Regions from separate parts of the Drosophila melanogaster genome. Here regions 1 and 2 are each linked to region 3. The links are chromatin contacts, called in public Hi-C and HiChIP or PLAC-seq maps. All regions are on one chromosome and are shown on one strand. Each heading gives the region's core, a stretch centred on a gene start, on an enhancer-like site or on the middle of the called end of the contact. The rest is flanking DNA. Distances are from core to core; before and after follow the strand shown.

The links. Hi-C and Micro-C count contacts between places; a contact is called where the count stands out from the background. HiChIP or PLAC-seq counts read pairs in DNA pulled down with a chosen protein or histone mark.
Region 1: a contact with region 3 is called in a Hi-C map of the Kc167 cell line, with 2.7 times the contacts expected there. The contact joins the promoter of CG43367 here to the promoter of Dhc64C in region 3. A contact is called at or near these places in 15 of 107 Hi-C or Micro-C datasets (the D17-c3 cell line, the Kc167 cell line, the ML-DmBG3-c2 cell line and 5 more) and 1 of 6 datasets of contacts at active chromatin or transcription factors (the Kc167 cell line).
Region 2: a POLR2A S2P HiChIP or PLAC-seq map of the Kc167 cell line shows a contact between it and region 3, with 2.7 times the contacts expected there. The contact joins the promoter of Cyt-c1 here to the promoter of Dhc64C in region 3. A contact is called at or near these places in 12 of 107 Hi-C or Micro-C datasets (the D17-c3 cell line, the Kc167 cell line, the ML-DmBG3-c2 cell line and 7 more) and 1 of 6 datasets of contacts at active chromatin or transcription factors (the Kc167 cell line).

The regions. Positions count from the first base shown.
Region 1 is chr3L:4,191,535-4,195,389 of dm6, forward strand. It overlaps CG43367, which reads left to right and starts at 2,459. Exons shown (of 25, transcript NM_139612.3): 1 at 2,459-2,801; 2 at 3,024-3,380; 3 at 3,444-3,630; 4 at 3,765-3,853. The coding sequence starts at 2,751. It overlaps CG18675, which reads left to right. Exons shown (of 4, transcript NM_144077.3): 4 at 658-1,434. The coding sequence ends at 771. tipE (temperature-induced paralytic E) reads left to right here. Exons shown (of 3, transcript NM_168067.2): 2 at 1-352; 3 at 658-2,254. The coding sequence ends at 721.
Region 2 is chr3L:5,358,310-5,361,955 of dm6, forward strand. Cyt-c1 (Cytochrome c1) reads left to right here and starts at 1,902. Exons shown (of 6, transcript NM_139701.2): 1 at 1,902-2,102; 2 at 2,383-2,430; 3 at 2,568-2,716; 4 at 3,184-3,316; 5 at 3,386-3,646. The coding sequence starts at 2,031. It overlaps Klp64D (Kinesin-like protein at 64D), which reads right to left and starts at 1,083. Exons shown (of 1, transcript NM_079210.3): 1 at 1-1,083. The coding sequence starts at 945.
Region 3 is chr3L:4,823,655-4,827,384 of dm6, forward strand. It overlaps Dhc64C (Dynein heavy chain 64C), which reads right to left and starts at 2,033. Exons shown (of 15, transcript NM_001274503.1): 1 at 1,674-2,033; 2 at 1-507. The coding sequence starts at 1,917. LeuRS-m (Leucyl-tRNA synthetase, mitochondrial) reads left to right here and starts at 2,199. Exons shown (of 4, transcript NM_139675.3): 1 at 2,199-2,388; 2 at 2,441-3,730. The coding sequence starts at 2,299.

The DNA of each region.
Region 1 (3,855 bases), core at 1,209-3,708, 630 kb before region 3:
ACGCCGAAGACATGGACATCGATGATATCGATGCCGTGGACGACAGCGATGGTGCAGTCCTGGCGGACAATGTGGCCGGTAGCCAAATCATTAACATGGACTCAACCACCAACGACAGTTGTCTGGAGGGTGTCCTGCCCAACGGCGGTCCCGGCATGACCGCCTCCATATCGCAGGGTGGCTCCGTCACCACGCCGGGTCCGTACATCGCGCAGAGTCCGGCGGGCTCGCAGATGACGCCCAACTCGGAGATCAACTCGTTCGGTCACCAGCTGAAAGTCCAGATGGCCGACGAGCTATCGAGGGATTCGCTGGAGAACGGAGCTATCTCCACGTCCAACTCAGTGCAAGGGTAAGACAGGATATACATGGGGTAATCATTGAAAGGAATGGAGTGGGGTTGAATAATATATGAGGTCATATGAATCATTGCATACATTGGGTCAGACTTACGGAAGGGGTTCTGTAAAAGTATTTGACAATAGGCGTTTGCTTAGAAAAGAAATATTACGTATACGTAAAAAGTTCTTTTGTGTTATTTTGTGGCATACATTTATGCGCAAAATGGCCAAATCATAAATCCTGTGAAATAACTTTTATTTGGATTTAACCATGACGTTAACTTTAAAACTCAAATGTATCTTTATTTTTTTGCAGAAACTTGAGCAAGACGATGACGACGAGTATCTCAACTCCTCCTGGGCCGACAGCGGCAGTCTGAAACGTCAGGCGCATGGTCTGGAAAATGTTAGATTCCGATTCAGAAAATGAGCCGCTACTGGACTCGTAGACCGCCGAGCGGTCAGCCACGGACCACGGAGCAGGCGGAGATCACCGGAGCGGAGACCCAACCCGAAAAAGAACTCATGAGGCAACCGTAAAGCGCGATACACCCCAAGTATTTCTACCCGAAACAATCGACAACAACGCAGCGAATGCGACCGAACCTGAATACCTTCAGAGCTGTTAGCGGCACCTAATGAACTATGATAGATTATATTTACCTTATGAACTAGCTACTCGGATTCACACCTACACTCACACAAACACTCACCCACATTAAGCACGCTAGATAGCCGGAGTAACTCCGGACTGCCACACCCACTCAAAATTGCAATGCACGGGCATTATAGTATGTGCACAGTATCTGATATCTGGAGGATCTTAGGCGATTGGTACAAATACAATAAAAACATAGGCCGCATGGACTCGAGCATGGAGTGCTATTCATATACCTAGAGGAAAAACTATAATACTTATACACGCATATACAAATATTTACTTGAATTATTTTTCTATTCGCAACAATCGTCGTCGTCTCGAGGCAGAAACACAGATAAACTCCACCAACTCCACTACCCCACTACCCATTGCCCAACATCCACAATCCAAAACCCAAATTCCAAATAGAGCAAATAAAAGCAAAAGAAAAACAAGGCGCGCAACTTATTTACAAATCGATAAATCGAGGCGCTGAGGTTTTTTAAATATTGTAATGCCCATTCAAGTGCTGCAAACCGTAATGCGTAAAAACCGAAAAACAGAAATTAAATTTAACAACAAACGAAAGCATCGTGTATTTCATTTAAACGTAATGATAAACGAAAGCAAGTCGAATGCCTATATTTGAAGTAAATTAAATTAAATTAAATTAACATTAACTTAAATTAACGTAAATTAACTAACATTGTTATCCTTCAAATTAATGCGGATAAAAACTCACAGCTTTAACTAACTGAAACGGAGGCATAAGATTTTTCTTCTACATATTTATTTTATTAAGATTATTAACGGATAGTGAATATTTATAGGTCCTACAAATGGTTCAAGCTATTCAATTAAAAACTTACAAATAAAATATTGCATTAAATCTTAATAATTTAGGTCTGAAATTAAATATAAACTAACGTTTCCTTTTTATATTACAAACAAAACCGAAAACCAAACCAAGTCACTTCTAAACGAAATTGCGTATAGAATGCGTATAGAAGCATCCGCATCTGCATCAGCATCCGCATCCGCATCAATAAACTGCACTTTTGCGCATATTGTATCAATGATAGGCGGCAATGAACTACACAGAAATCGTTTGTTTTTAACGACAGTTGGAAATAGTTAACGAGGGTCAAGCAATGGCAACAGAAGCGCAACTATTAGCTAATATCATGTAAAACAGACAAACAAATAACAAAATGCTACTAGAATTGAAACCAAATACATGAAAATCTCGAAATAAATACGCATTTAGCAGCCTAAGTTGTCATGCTGTTTTATTTTGGTGTTATGGATGAATTTTTGCAGCTATACAAAATAAATAACAAAGATCTTCAATTTCATTAATGATATTTGAGATCAAAATTTGGCGCCAACATTTTTGGTTACCCGCGCATTTTACAACACTGCCAAACAATGGTGAATGACAGGAAGAAGAAGCAATCAGCTGTTGCCGTTTTCACCTGTGCCTCTAGCTGTGTGAAAATTTGGCCAAAAAGTTCTTGTAAATGTGCTGAAATCTGAATCACGGCTTGCAACCTCTGTAGAGGCTATCACTCTGACTATATAGACGTTCGCTCCCAAGGAGGAGCTCGGAAAACAACGCCGAAATAGAGCAAAACCTGGGCTGTGGACAAAACAACCTACATCGTCGGCAACATTTTTTTTTGTAAACAAATAATTCGCCTTGGGGAAAAACTCGGCTAGCAATTAACAAATGCCGTTCAGTTGAGAAAATTGCTGGAAAAAACGCGACGATGGACAATAAGAAGGATATATACAATCTGTGGGTGCAGTACACGACAAAGGTAAGGTTCCAATTAGAGAAAATCGAGTGATAAGAAGTCGGATTTTGGGTGGAGGAGTGGCGGGGGGTGCTGCTCCAATTGCGGGGGAGGCCGCAAATGTTTATAGCATTAGTCACTGAAAGGCAAACAGCACTTCAAGTAATGTAAACAGTGTAATGATTATATAATCCCGGAGAGGCTCAAACTAAATCCTTCCCTCTCCCTCGCTCTTTTCGTTTTAAGAATGATGAAACCCACTTCCGGCAATTTGTGGCCCGCTTCGTGGCCATTTGGAGGAGCCAACTGCAGCTAGACTTTCAGGCGGAAAATTGCCCGATGTGGCACGAGGTTCAGCCGGATAGTGGTCCCCACTTGGGCCGCCTCCCGGATGAACTCCTGCCCGCCATCGGTAAATTCATCATTGTAGCCAGAGATGTTTGCGAAACGGAAGGGAAACTGGAGGAGCAGGCCATTGAAGAAGTAGCCATACTCGTGGATTGTCTGGTGATCGTGTGCCGGCACTTTGATAACATACTGTCCATCATCAAGTATGAATACAAGCCGAATTTGATCGCCATACTCTCCAGGGTGTTCAAACAAGTATGCAAATATCTTATACATATTGCTGGGTTTTACCACAATTAACTTATCAATGAATTCCAGCAAATGGAGCTGCCGCAGAGCGTGCCCGCAATAAGCCACCTGTTTAGCAGTTTCTCGGCATTCCTGGAAGTCATGTATGATCCATATCTGACGTGGCGCAGCTTCGTGCGAGGCCAGTCAGCTGACTACAGTCGTCTTTCATATAAACCCCACTCGGTTCATGTGGAAATTGTCCCCTTTATTTATGGTAAGATAAAAAGGATAAAGAGGCAGTGATGGAGTGTAACTAACTACTGATGAGTCTGATCCCAGTTTAAGTTTAAGTGACCCATCACTGCCCCATAACAGTTTGGCCCACTAACATTTCGCTTTGCCTTGCAGATTGCTTTCAGGAGGAGAAGCTCATCCGATATGCGGAAATTGGCGAAAGCCTGCTAAACATCCTGGGCGCTGTGATTTGCGGCTCACAGGT
Region 2 (3,646 bases), core at 652-3,151, 530 kb after region 3:
GTCCTGCAGAAGTCGAGTTAACTTGGAGTTCCGATACGGTATGTGGGTGCTTTTTCCATCCACCAAAGCACTGATCACATTTCCCAGCACCGATAGCGAAAGATTAATCTTGGTGGCCTCTTTAAGTCTCTGTCCACTGGCCTGGGTCTTCGACTGCCTTTCGGAGCCGGCGAGATCCACCAGCTGTAGTTTACCCATCCTTACGTGCTGGACATCACCTTCGCCCAGCTCACTTCTCTCCACAGTAATGGAGAAAATGGCATGGGAGCGGGAGCTCTCCTGGTTCATTTTGGTGGCTCCCACGGCACGATTTTTGTTACCCAAACGCATGATGTTCTCCAGATCATCGGCGTTGTGCACCACATAGCCACTGAGATCCTTAACAAAGACACCGATGTCCGGTCGCTCCTTGACCTCCAGGCTCTTGCCCACATCCTTGCCCAGTAGATCCCGCACCTCTTCGTTATAGATCTCCATGTAGCTGACGCGCACCAGGAACTTCTGATTCTCCTTGGCCTTAGCAATGTGACCAAAGATGTGCGCAAATGCATTCGGAATGATGCCCTTTGTTTGCGGCGAATCCGGATTCCCCGACATGGTATACGTCTTGCCGGTGCCCGTTTGTCCGTAGGCCAAGATGGTGCCATTATAGCCCTCCAGCACCTTGTCCACAATCGGACGAGCGGTGTCCACATAGAGATCCATTTGATTGGAGCCACCATCGAATACATTGTCGAAGTAGTACGTTTTCGGCGGTTCATTGGCGGTGGCATTCGGTTTCATCACCGTAATGGCCCGGTTGATCTTATCCACCGAAATCGCACTTAGCGCTCCCGCGGACAACTCATTTTTGTCCATGGGTCGCGTTCGCACCACCACACGCACATTCTCGATTTCGTCATCGAGTTGGGCCGTTGTTCCCGCATTTGCCTCCTCCTGCGGCATGGCGATCTACGTCCTGGCTTTATTCCTCGTCTAGTGAAAGCTATTAACCACTATTTGCGCTGACCGCACTTAGTGGAAATCAATAAAGGGGGTTTTTTCTCGCATTTGTTTATGCGTTGCTAGGTTTTTTTTGTTGGCGAATCATTAACGGGTGGTCAGCTGTTATCGATAAGTGTGCGAAAAACGGGCGAGAAGGATGCCAGACCAGCGGAAAAATCTATTCATCAGTGAGACAAAATAATTTTATATATTTTTTTTTAAATAATATATATATAAAAACAATTAGCAAAAATAAAAATAAAATTATAATATTGACCTGTGATATAAGCAATCGAAGGTTATTTTGTGAACTGCGATAATTGTACTTATTTTTACTTTTTGAAAATCCTTTTTCAAGGCTTTTAAGAATTTTATAGATATTTCGAAAAGAATTCAATAATAAAAATTAAAATCTTTTTTTGTGATAACAGCGCAGTGAAACATGAAAAATTACATAACAGCAACCAAAAATTTGGCTAAGGCTAAGGCAGCTGTTTTTAGAGCTGTTCTGTCAACTTATCTTATGAAATCATCAAGTGGTTTCTAAAAAATCAAAAAATCCAACTTAATGTCAACAAGTAGTTCCAATTAGATTATGAAGTATTTTGAATCAACAAGTTGGAAAACCGTAAATTCGAAGATATAATAAAGAACATGAAAGAAAAAAAAAACACTAAAAGCAATTAAGGTACACTGTGTAACAAATATTTATTAAAAAAGAAAAAAATAAAAAGTGATATTTTAAATGTATTATTTAAATTATACATACATTAATATCATATTATAAATAAATATCATACAGTAAATAAAAAAATAATAATAAAATAAAATTAAAATATCTGTTTAAAAATACCAAAATATCGCCCCCGCCGATTCCGATTCGCTGGCAAACGAGCGAGTTGCCCACCACCACCTCCGCGAGAGAGCAGCGAAGAAGAGGAAGACGTTGTGGCAGTGGTACTGAAAGATTGATTCGATTGGCGATTGGCTGCCCGCAGAGTTTCCTTAAACGACCAGACGACGCAGAAATTAAAACTCCGGCCACCATGGCAGCGACATTGCGAAGATTCCATGGCTTGAGATTGCTGAAATCCGCGCCAGCACTCAGCCTGCAGCAGGTAAAGATCGTGAACGGCGGATGCAAGTTTTTCAACAGCCACCGCAGCACCTTGAAGGAGTCGTGTGTCCGATGGAGAAAAACATGAAATAATACCGTAAAACATAAAATACAAGGACCAATGGTGCACTCTAGGTGGCACAGTGAGTGGTATCCGCAATTCCAATGGGATTAAATGAACTCGGATACGAACCGAACAATCCAATTATGTAACTCCGTGCAAAAATTCTTACTCTCCTTGGCCGAACATCCAAACTAAATGACATCCGTTCTTTTTGCAGGCGAAGAACCTCTCCTCCGCCGGCAGCTGGGCCAGTGGCAACAAGAAGGTAAGTCAGCTAGTCAGGAATCTCACATATTCCCCCACTTCGCATTTCATAATACCCGATCGGACCTAACCTCAAAACGCGTTTGCTTCTCGGTGACTGTGTGCGGCTGTATGTGCGTGTGTGTGCATCACGAACAGCTGATCGGCGCCTTGGGAGCAATCACCGGCGGAGTGGGCGCCCTTATCTACGCCCTGGAGCAGTCCGTGCAGGCATCTGGCGGCGAGGTGCACTCCCCCGCGCAACTCTGGAACCACAAGGGCCTCTTCGACGCTTTGGACCACCAGAGGTAATCCAAAAAACGGCGGTTAAACTGATCAGTGGTCGGGAACTGGGCATTTCCATCTGTGGTGGAGCTAACTAAGTGCATTTCTAGTGAATTGGTTTAGATTGCTGTCAAATTTCAAAAAGAGTTCTTTAATGATTAGAGAGATTTTGTTTGAAGTATTTTATTTTATCTCAAACTCGCCAATACAAATATCATATTCAATTTAGAAAACGTAGCCAATTTTCCCGGCAAATCTTCTGTAATCTTTAAAAACTGATAACAACTATAGATTAACAACAATACTTTGCTCATAAAAGCTAATCAGAACAGCAACTAGCAGAACATAGAAGATTAATGGATTGTTAAATGGGGATTTTAGTTAAAATTAAAGATATTAAAGAATGTTTTGTAGTATCTGCATATAAGATGGCATTTGCCCACTGACCCTGCTATCCAGTTAGTAACATCATCTCAATTCCTACTTTCAGCGTTCGTCGCGGCTACGAGGTGTACAAGCAGGTGTGCTCCGCCTGCCACTCGATGCAATACATTGCCTACCGCAATCTGGTTGGTGTCACCCACACCGAAGCCGAGGCTAAGGCTGAAGCCGAGCAGATCACGGTGGGTATTCGAATTTTTAGATTTCTAGATCTAAATGTTTCCTAATTGATTTGAATGTCCCCGTTACAGGTCAAGGACGGTCCCGATGATACCGGCAACTACTACACTCGTCCTGGCAAGCTGTCGGACTACTTCCCATCGCCGTATCCCAACGAGGAGGCGGCCCGTGCTGCCAACAACGGTGCTTATCCTCCGGATCTGAGCTACATCGTGTCGGCCCGCAAGGGCGGAGAGGATTACATCTTCTCGCTGCTCACGGGCTACCATGATGCTCCTGCCGGAGTGGTGCTGCGCGAGGGTCAGTACTTCAACCCGTACTTCCCGGGCGGT
Region 3 (3,730 bases), core at 783-3,282:
GGTTAACACCATTCTGCAGCAGATTCAGGAAAGAAGAATCCTCCACCTTGTCGCCAAAATCGGCCACCTTGGCCTTGCGGTTCTCCTCCGCGCACTTCCGGATCACATTGTTGACGGTCTGGTGAGCCGTCAGCGTGATCTCCGGTATGTCGATGTTTTGCTGCAGATGCAGCAGTCCCATCTCCAGCTCGGCCAGCTTCTTCTCCACGGAGGGAGCCATTTTGTCACCATCGCGATCAGCACGACCCGACTCCTTGACGTACGACTTGAAGTAAGGCGCCAGGGACTTGCTGATGAAAGCGTGCAGCGTCTCGTAGGGAGATCCGTCCGAGAAGTTGATCAGCCGCAGCTGCGAATGGATCGACTTGTCCGCCTCCACGACCAGGCCGCGCTTGATGCAGGCCAAAGATGCCATCCGACTGTTGGTGAAGTGAACATCGTTGCTGATTTGGTAGGTTACCTGCTCCTTCTCGTCCTCGCCCTCCGCCGGCTGCTCAGAATCGTCCTCTGAAAATGAATAAGTTGGTTAACAATCGAATTTCATAATGGGCCCACCCAGTTAATACATTAAACGTATAATAAATATGGTAATAAAAAATGGTTTTTTTTATTAGCCAATTGAAATAAATCCGTTGACTTATTCGTCCATTATTGAACTTTCAAAGGAAAACTAATTCCCGTTGATTACGTTTATCATGTCTGGCTCCACATTTACCCCTCACCCACTTTCAGTGGCATTCTACTGCCCACCTGGCATTGGACTCAATGGCACGGCATTGGCATGATTTCATTATCAAGGTGTTGACCTACGGAAATTAAGCGTCCAAGGAAAAACCTTCGAAATTCGTGCGCTCAAGGCTGGACCTTGGCGATGTCATTGCTCCCGCGCTGTTGGCCCCGTTGCCAATGTCAATGTGCCGATGGCATTGCCTTCGGCCAATGTCAATGTCGCTCCCAAAGCTATTGAAGCGGCGGAAGGTGTGCGCAGCCTCCAAGGTCGTTTCCGTAAACAAACTGGTTGCTTGGCAGGTACCAGCTGTTTCCCGGCGAATTGCTTGTAAACAAGCAAAGCCGGCAAGCGGCAAAACAGCTGTTAGCACTTATCGCCCTGCCGCGACTTTCGACTCATAGTTATCGAAGTGAATCATATGTGCTGACGTCATGCGCAGAAACCCGTTTTTATACCCTCTAATGCAGTACACTGATTTTACAATGCAGTTGGTATTTACTAACATGAATTATTGCTATCCTTCTGATTTTACGATTAATTCTGAATGCACTTTTTAGCAATATCGTAATATAAAAAATAATCCTATTTTTGTAATTGAATTTAAATTTTAAAAACTGTATGAATTTGTGATGCTTGAAAATTTTTCATACAAGTTGCTAGTGACATGGTAAGGTATTCCAGCTTCGACTTCCAAGCCAAAAAATATTTCTTATTGGAATTCAAACATCTGCCAAATTGATTTTTAAAAAACTGGTTGCGTATTCAGCTAGCAAACCCATAAATGACTCAATGTAACCATATGGAACTAATATTTTGAACTTATAACAAAAAGATTGCCTGAAAAGCTTGCCAACTTTCTTATCTTCGCCAAAAAGACGCCATTTTGTGCAGGTACCATTTTTTCACCCTAGATTTGCCAACGGGACAGGAATTCTTATTTTACCTTTAATGCAATTGCGTTGGACGTAAAGCGCCTGCACCTGGGGATCCGAGAGGAACTTCCGGATGGTGTCCTGGTTGACGGGATCGTCCAGAGCATCGTTCAGCGATGCGGGAACCACATCGTCCTCCGGCAGCAAAATGGTCACCGCCTTCCGAAGATAATTGGCAAATGCATCATAGTTCGCAATGGACAGGTTCACGATTGGATCCACCGATGTATCGGGGTTCTCCAAGGAGTCACCCATGTCCCACAAAGGTTTTCGGTATTAAATACTCCTCAAAAGGTGTACAATTTAATTTTTCACAATGCCTCGCCCTGTGAAAAATTACGTGAGTTTTTTTTTTCGCAAAATGTAAACGGCCCTGCCACTCAGTTGAAAATCGAAAGCAAAAAAGCCAGTGCTACCATAGTTGCGGCAGATATCAGAATACAGAACTGGGCGAAATGTTACCAGTCAGTCAGGAATGCTTCCCGCCAAAATTTCTTAGAGCAATTCCCATCCACGTGAGCGATGTGGCAACTCGATGCAGAGAAACAGCTGTTCGATTGTAGAGTGCAGTGGGTTCTTCCTATTTTGTTATTCAATAATTGTGAAATGTGCAATTCAATCAATTAAACCGGTATAATGCAAGCACTGAGAAGAACACGACCTTGGGGAGCTGTCTACTGGAATAGCTGGCGGCGCCTGCTAACCCAAAGCTGCACCCGGAATGATGTGGGTGCATAATATATCCGAGAAACGCAATAAGACCTTTGTTAAATTCCAGAATCCAGAGCTAACCAGTGATGTCAAGCACCGGATTGAGGCTCATTGGCGGGAGCAGCTCAGTGGAGGACAGTTCAATCCCAAGGACTCGCAGGACAAGTACTACGTGCTCTCCATGTTCCCGTATCCCTCCGGCAATCTTCACATGGGCCATGTGCGCGTCTATACCATAGCCGATTCGGTGGCTCGTTTCCAGCGAATGTGCGGCAAGAATGTGTTTCAGCCAATGGGTTGGGATTCCTTTGGGCTGCCCGCCGAGAACGCCGCCAATCAGCGTGGGGTGGAGCCCGCGTCCTGGACGGAGCAGAACATTGCCCAGATGAAGGAACAACTCAAGCGACTTGGTTGCTCCTTTGACTGGAACCATGAATTGTCCACCTGCAGTCCAAAATACTACAAGTGGACGCAGCATCTGTTCCTAATGCTCCATCGCCATGGATTGGCCTACCAGAACGAGGCTCTTGTTAACTGGGATCCCGTTGATAAGACCGTGCTCGCAGATGAGCAGGTGGACGCCAACGGCTGTTCCTGGCGGTCGGGCGCCAAGGTGGAAAAGAAGCTTTTGAGGCAGTGGTTTATCCGAACGAGTGCTTATGCCAAACAATTGCTAGACGGTTTGGAGGATCCCACGCTTCGCGACTGGAGGGATATTATTAACCTGCAGCGACACTGGATTGGAGAGTGTGATGGATACGCTTTCAACCTGCTCACCTCCGCCTCCGGACTTTTACGAGTGTGGACTACCCATCCGGAGCATTTAAAAGATCCCCATGCCTTTCTCGTGCTCCGCAGCAATCATCACTTGTCAAAGCTAAAGGGTGCGGACAGCCTAAGCGCAGCGAACCCGTTTGCGGGCACCACAATGCCTGTGGTCTTTAGCGACGAAGTGACATTTCCGCCAAAGAGCGATGTTTACCTGGCAGCCCCCAGCTTCCGTGGCGAAGACAAGGATTTGTGGGATTCATATGGACTGGCTTTTACTTCAAATGGCAAGGATGAGGAATCCCTAAGTCCAGCCAACTGGGAAATGTTAAGGAAAGAGGTGCTCCAGGCAGCCACACGCCTTAATGTTGGCGGCTATCGTGTATCCTCAAAGCTGAAGGATTGGTTGATATCACGACAGCGCTATTGGGGCACTCCCATTCCTATTGTACACTGTCAAAAGTGCGGAGCAGTGCCAGTGCCGGAGGAGCAGCTGCCAGTGTCTCTGCCTCCGAAGGATTCCCCGAAGGAAGCGTTTCTCTGTGATTGCCCAAAATGCGGTGAGAAGGATGCACGAAGGGAGACGGAT